2 separate regions of the Sus scrofa genome follow, and region 1 is linked to region 2. A link is a contact called in public HiChIP or PLAC-seq data. All regions are on one chromosome and are shown on one strand. Each heading gives the region's core, a stretch centred on a gene start, on an enhancer-like site or on the middle of the called end of the contact. The rest is flanking DNA. Distances are from core to core; before and after follow the strand shown. Region 1 has its middle 44 kb from the start of LEKR1. Region 2 overlaps KCNAB1 (potassium voltage-gated channel, shaker-related subfamily, beta member 1).

What was found. HiChIP or PLAC-seq counts read pairs in DNA pulled down with a chosen protein or histone mark.
Region 1: a contact with region 2 is called in an H3K27ac HiChIP or PLAC-seq map of alveolar macrophages. The contact joins two enhancer-like sites. A contact is called at or near these places in 1 of 47 Hi-C or Micro-C datasets (embryonic fibroblasts) and 1 of 2 datasets of contacts at active chromatin or transcription factors (alveolar macrophages).

Annotation. Positions count from the first base shown.
Region 1 is chr13:96,595,727-96,599,165 of Sscrofa11.1, reverse strand. No RefSeq gene overlaps it. Among named protein-coding and RNA genes, the nearest start is that of LEKR1, 44 kb to the left of the region's middle. Within about 2 kb of position 2,130, at least 16 of the 83 cell types and tissues checked have an H3K27ac peak or open chromatin away from gene starts, as enhancers often do. A contact at or near this core is called in alveolar macrophages and embryonic fibroblasts, where this site is marked.
Region 2 is chr13:96,366,979-96,370,310 of Sscrofa11.1, reverse strand. The region is part of intron 14 of KCNAB1 (potassium voltage-gated channel, shaker-related subfamily, beta member 1); the gene reads right to left. It also overlaps a transcript of SSR3 not described here. Among named protein-coding and RNA genes, the nearest start is that of SSR3, 22 kb to the left of the region's middle. Within about 2 kb of position 1,295, at least 15 of the 83 cell types and tissues checked have an H3K27ac peak or open chromatin away from gene starts, as enhancers often do. A contact at or near this core is called in alveolar macrophages and embryonic fibroblasts, where this site is marked.

The DNA.
Region 1 (3,439 bases), core at 881-3,380, 230 kb before region 2:
AATGTTATACTTTGAGGTCTTTTCCTACAATTCTGTAGTCTGGCAGAGAGAAAATTGCCCAGGCAACTTCTCCTGTTTCAGTGAAAGATGAATCTTAGAGCTGGAGATACAGCCCTTAACAAGAAAGAAAAGTTCCCTGCCCACGTGATGGTATCTTTCTCTAGGGATAAGCAGACAATAAATAGATAAGTAAATGATTGAAAAATAATTATAGATGATTTTACAATAAAAATACTAAAACAAGGGGTTTCCTGCTGTGGCTTAGCAAATTAAGGACCTGACATTGTCTGTGTGAGGATGTGGGTTCTATCCCTGGCCCTGCTCAGTGGGTTAAGGATCCGGCGTTGTTGCAAGCTTTAACAGTTGCAGATGCGACTCGGATCCAGAGTGGCTGTGGTGGGCAGCTGCAGCTCTGATTCAACCCCTACTCTGGGAATTTCCATATGCTGTTCTGTAAAAAGAAAAAATAAGTAATACAGATTATCTTAATAGAGGCTGACTGGCAAAGTAAGGCATACCCACTCTAATGTGGTCATGGAAGAATCTTTTAGGATCTAACATATGCTCTCAGTTCTGAATAATGAGGAAGACCCCAGCCATGGAAAATCTGGAGGAAGAACCTGGGGAGCTTCCAGGAAAAGCTCAAGGAAGCTAATTTTGTGTGGTCAAGGAATAGGTAGAGGACAATGTGCCTGCAGGGCTGTGAGTTTTGAAAAAGATCTAGGAGATGAGGTTGTAGAGGTAGGCAGGGGCTGGATGATGCAAGTCCTGTGGACCATGGTATAGTACAACTGGAAAATGTTGAAAGACTGCAGGATATCAATGTTATTTATGTTTTACACTTATCATTCTGGCTCCTTTATGGGAGACAGATGGAAACAAGAAAACCAGTTAAGAATAGTTGAGATAAGTGATTAGTAGCTTAACATTGGCAGAAAGGAAGTAAAGTGGATGGTTTTGAGACATTTTAGAAGCAGAACCTTCAAACTTGCTGAAGAATTAGATGTGGAGGTGAGGGGAAAAGTAGGAAACCAGGAAATAGGTTATGGTTTGAACAACAGAATGGTTGACAGTATCATGGGATAGAGAACTGAATTTAGAGGGAAGGGGAGGAATAAGTTTGAGGTGAAGGTAGGAACTGAGAATTCTTTGCAGCTGCGTTACACGGGAAGTTGCCATTGGACATCTGACTGGAGATGTGAAGACTGGGGAGATAAAGGTAGGTGCTGTTGCTTTGTAAAAGATAATGTAGAGCTTTGGAAGGAGAGAAAAGTAGGAAGTGAAGGACCTGGCTGTGAAGCACCCTAACATTAGAGGTTCAGGACAGTGTGTCAAGGAAATAGGTGTAGTGCTTAACATAGTGTCAATGGGGGCTAAACACTGGGCCTGAAATGCATTAGAGAAGGAATCAGAGGTGATATAAACATGCTGAAAGCTGCAGCATTGTGGTATTTTAACTTTTTCTGCTGTGGTGAAAATGAAGATGAAAATCATTTCATCTGAGTTAGCAAATATCATGGAAAATTAAATGTAGATTTTTATTCCATGCGGGTATTTATAACACGTGACTGTCTCCGCATCACTGCCACCCTCGTAAGCAGTTCTTCAGGAGCTGTGATTTGTTTCAGCATGGGGGTGCTCTATGTCCTGGGATGAGTTTGGGGGAATATACAGCATGCTTGTGTTTATTCAGGATTTGGAGAATCCCGTTTGGTAATACCAAGTCATTTCCCCAAAACTTCTAGAAGTTAAAGATGGGATAGGCATCTCTCATATAAGTGTAAAAATTTCTGGATTAGTTCTGCAGAGGTGATGGTCCAGTCTAGTCAGTTCTTAGGAACCAAGTCCTTGGAAGTCTTCCACAGGGACTGCTCTCATGTGACATAGGTGAGTCACTCCAACACCAACCAAGACAGAGTCCTGTGGCCCAGGAAGTGACCATGGGCCCTGGAGCCAGGCCCATCTGAATTCAAATCCCAGCTCTGCCACTTTCTGGCTTTGTCTTCTGAGACAAGTTACCCAAGTTCTCCAAGTCTCTTTTTCCTCTTCTGTAAATGATGACAGTGCCTCACAAGCTTGTTATGAACTTTAATGAGATACCATGTGCTGAGTGACTAACCCTGTGCCCTGATGAGTCATTATGAGATGCTCAATAAATCTTGCTCTGTTTTCTCACTTTGCCCAGTAACACTCTAACCCACTAAAGCCCCAGGTAATTCTGATTCTGGCCCCATTCACCACATGACTTTTTGAATGTAAAAATTAAAACTAAAATGTTATACTTAGAGGTCATTTCCTGAATCAGTGATCCTTTTTGTGAGCTGGCAGAGAAAAAATTGCTTAGGCAACTTCTGCTATTTCAGTATGAGAAAGATTCTCAGCCAGTGAGCAGCACTCTTTCTCAGTCTGGTTAATTTCCTCAACATGGTTATGGTGCTTGTAACTTCCTATTTAAATTCTAGAATTTGACTCTAGTATCTAAACTCAGTAAGAACAAAGAAACTTCCCATCAGCTGCCTGCCAGATTTCCCTACTGTACACCGTTCAGTAAATTTGTCACAGAACCATTGCCATTTTTCCCCCATTTAATTTTTTAATTCAACCAGTTTGTATGGAGGCCCTGCTAGATGCCCAACCCAGAGTAGACACCGGAGTGATCATGAGCAAGATGGACACAGTCCCTGCACACACTCTTGCACAGACCAGAGCTAGCCAACCCCTTCCACTGGTAGAGAAGTGGCTTTCCTTCCCTTCTCCATTCCAAGAGGTCTTTTATGTAGATGAAAATGCATCTTATTTAAAATTCCTGGAATTGTTTGGAAATATGAACTGAAGTTTATTGCCGTCTTTTCTCTGCTTTCCCTTTAATTGAGGAGTAGGCTATTTCCTTTGTGTGTGTGTGTCAATAAATCTGACAACTTAAAAGAAATGAACAAATTCCTTAAAGGACACAATCAGCATTGTTCAAGAAGAAGTAGAAAACCTGCTTAGCCTCATATCTTTCAAAGAAAATGAATTCCTAATGCCCATTTAAAATACTGAAGTTAGGCCCTGATTTGGGCCTAACCCTAGACCTGAATAGCTTTATGGGTAAATTTTTTTTTTTTTTCTGGTCTTTTTAGGGCCACACCCACGACATATGGTGATTCCCAGACTAAGTGTCAGATTGGAACTGTAGCTGCTGGCCTACACCACAGCCACAGCGATGCCAGATCCGAAGTGAGTCTGTGACCTACACCACAGCTCACAGCAACACTGGCTCCTTAACCCACTGAGCGAGGCCAGGGATGGAACCTGCGTCCTCATTGATGCTAGTCAGATTCGTTTCTGCTGAGCCACGATGGGAACTCCATGTGTGTATTTTTAATTGTAAAAGTAACACATGCTTGCTTTAAAACGTGTTAATCTTCTCTAAAATGGGATACTTCTCACTATCAGA
Region 2 (3,332 bases), core at 46-2,545:
GTGGCTCTGGTGTAGGCCGGTGGCTACAGCTCCAATTGGACCCCTAGCCTGGGAACCTCCATATGCCGCGGGAGCAGCCCAAGAAATTGCAAAAGACAAAAAAAAAAAAAAAAAAAAAAAAAGATGCTTTACATGTTTTAAAGTACTAAGTCTTTCAAATCAGGTGTACATTTGACACTAAGAGCACATCTCCATTTGGATTGGCTGCCTTATGTGCACTTAATAGCCACCTGTGAACAGCAGGGGTCCAAAGATAAGGAGAGAATCAGTTAGAATCCTTGTGAGGGATTAACAGGAATACCAGGTAGAGAGAATAGCGTGAAAAAGTGGAGTCTGTGAAATGGAGTGATAGAAGTGTAGAGTGAATGAATGAAGTGTGGGGATGGTGGGAATATGGAAAAAAGAAATTCCGGTAAAGAGTGGAAGGCCTCGAATTCCATTTTTTGGAGTTGGGGCTTAATGCTGTAGGCAGTGGGAATTTCAGAGGACTTCTCAGCTGTGAGTGACCCCATTAGACACCTAGAGGTATTTTGAAGGATGAGTTGGAAGGAGATTGAAAGGGGACACAGATGTTAGAAATTAATTGCAGTCCCAGCCAGAGACAATAAGCATTACCTAGACAGTTAGCAGTGGAGTAGAAAAGGAGAGTGACTTGGAGAGACATTTTGGAGGCTGATGGCAACTTAAAGACTGGGTGACTAGGAAGATACTGATACAGGATCCACAGAAGTCTGGAGCACAAGAAGTTTGGAGTAGGATGTGTTGAAGTGAAGGTGCCTATGGGATCTCACGTAGAAGTGACTGGTAGGAGTTCCCATCGTGGCTCAGGGGTAATGAACCTGACTAGTATCCGTGAGGACTCAGGTTTGACCTCTGGCCTTGTTCAGTGGGTTAAAGATCTGGTGTTGCCTCAAGCTGTGATGTAGGTCGAAGACGTGGCTCAGATATAGCATTGCTGTGGCTGTGGCGTAGGCCCACAGCTATGGCTCCAATTCGACCCCTAGCCAGGGAACTTACAAGTGTGGCCCTAAAAAGACAAAAAAAAAAAAAAGAAGTGACTCGTAGGCAGCCAGAAGGGCAGCTGTGGACCTTAGTGGTAGCAAAGGACTGGAGTTGAGAGTTTAGGAGTTATCTGCACCGTCATGCTAATTGAAGCCCTAGGAAAGGGTGAGATCATCTAGGGCTAGCTAGTATTTATTGCAAGAAATAGGCCAAGGGCATGTGTTACACTAGGACAAGGAACAAAGGCAGACTTTCTTTCAGGAATAGTCTGACCCTCTGTGGAGACCGTGGTGAAATACATTCCTGATGACTGATGCTGAGGTTTGAGCCTCACCCTTCCTCTGCCTGCAGTCATGTTGGCCAGAGTGACCTTGTCTCCACTCAGTGCTCTCCTCAGAAGCCTTAGAGTTTGGTGGAATAGTGTAGGACTTCCTCACTGGTTCTGGTAACGCTTTCCTCTCCTAGAAGAGAGTTTGGTTTCCCACCAGCTCTGGAGCATCAGAGATCTAAACTACTGTGCTAAAGTGAGACTGCAGCAATGAGACCCAAATCTAGAAACTGGATTTGTTGGAAATTTTGGGTCTAAAATATAGTGGGTTAGCCATGTGAGGAAAAAACATTCTTCATTCATTACACCAATAAGAAAAGAGATCTAAACATTAGAAAAATGAAACCATAAAGTACTTGAATAAAACATGAAATATATACATGTATATATAGTGTTGCAAGACTTAAATATTCAAGAAAAGCCATAACATCCAGAATTTTATGTGAAGTTGCTGCCCATTTTTTTTTAAATGTTGGCAACTGTTTGAAAACATTTTCATCTACTAGAGATCACACAAACATCCCACGAGCTAGCAGTTTTGCAACCAAGGTGTTACCCTGAGTGCAATAATTGGGGAGTGAGGGAGGTCTGGCAAGTGTCACGGGCTGGCAGGTGTCAGGGAAGTCCTTCCAGGACTGAGTCACTTTGAGCTGGGCCTTGGGGATGGACCAGGATTTTTCCAGGCTAGGGTGGTGGACACTCCGCAGGGGGAGGACCACTATTCTGGGGATTAGGATCCCAGAGGAGGTGAGGGAGGGGTGATGAGCCCTGGATGGGAAGGGCCTGAGTGCTGAGGAGTCGGACTTCCCTGAGTAGCTGGTGGGGAACCTCACAAGGGCTTTGAGGCTGGAGGTTGGGGACCTGAGCTGCTGACGGGACTGCCTGCAGCTGTGGCTTCTTTCCTGTTTCTCCTGTCTGCTGATGCTTAGCAAAACCTCTCCAGTTTATGCTCACCTTAGGTACATTCAAAGAAGCAGCTGCCTGCCTTTGCCCATTAGAAATTTCCTTATAACTGCTGGCACTGCATGCTTTCTATCTGCTGGGAGTCCCCAGCGGCCCCAATCTAGTAGCCTCACTATATCAAGGGGCCCAGTCACAGCTGACTGAGGGCAGAACCTTTGGTGCTGGGCTGGCCAGAGGTGGGAGTAGAAAGGGAGAGGATATGGTAAGCTGTCCTGGTAGCAGCTTCTTGCTAAGACAACATCCTTTTCTCTTGTGCATTGAGCATGGAAGCCCGAGCATAGAAGCCCGTCCTGCTACCAGCCAGAGCCCTGCTGGGAGGAAATGCTCTGGGGAGATGACTGACTCATTTTTCCACTGAAATGTATCTTTAGCTACCTACAGTACTCCCACAGTCCAGGAGCTGCCTCTCTCTCTCTCTTTTTTCAACCATTCCAGCAATATTAGCTCCCCCTTTGGATGTCAGTGATCACTCTATTAGCATGACAGGAATCCTCAGCTCATCCCTCTTCTTGCCAAGGCATCCAAAAGTCCAGTCTCTCTTTCCAAAGCCTACAGAATCCTACTTTACCTACAAAGCCACCATCCTTGCTAGTCCAGCCAACACCTGTTACCTGGACAATCCATCCTTGCCTTTTCATTCTGCTTTTCACACAGCAGTGAGAGCAATCTTTAAAAATTAAAATAACAGCATGTCCCTCCTCTTAAAACCCTCCAAAGAATTTGCTACATGTAGAACAAAACTCATGACTCCTCTGGAGTCCTGTGTGATCTGTCCCCTGCCTGTGCCCTTCGCCTCTTTTGCTCACTGCATGTTGGCCACATTAGCCTCAGGCTGGTGCTTCCTAGAACAAGCCAAGTGCCTCCCCACCTCAGGGCCTTTGTACTCCTCTTCCCTGCGTCTGCTCTTTCCAGCGGTTTTCACATGCTGTGTCCTCCACTTCAGGTTTCAGAACACACATATCCCAGAAGGGCCTTGGGCAAGGATATTACCTAAAAGCAGGCTCACTCATTTCCCAGTTAGGCTGTATTGCAACACTAT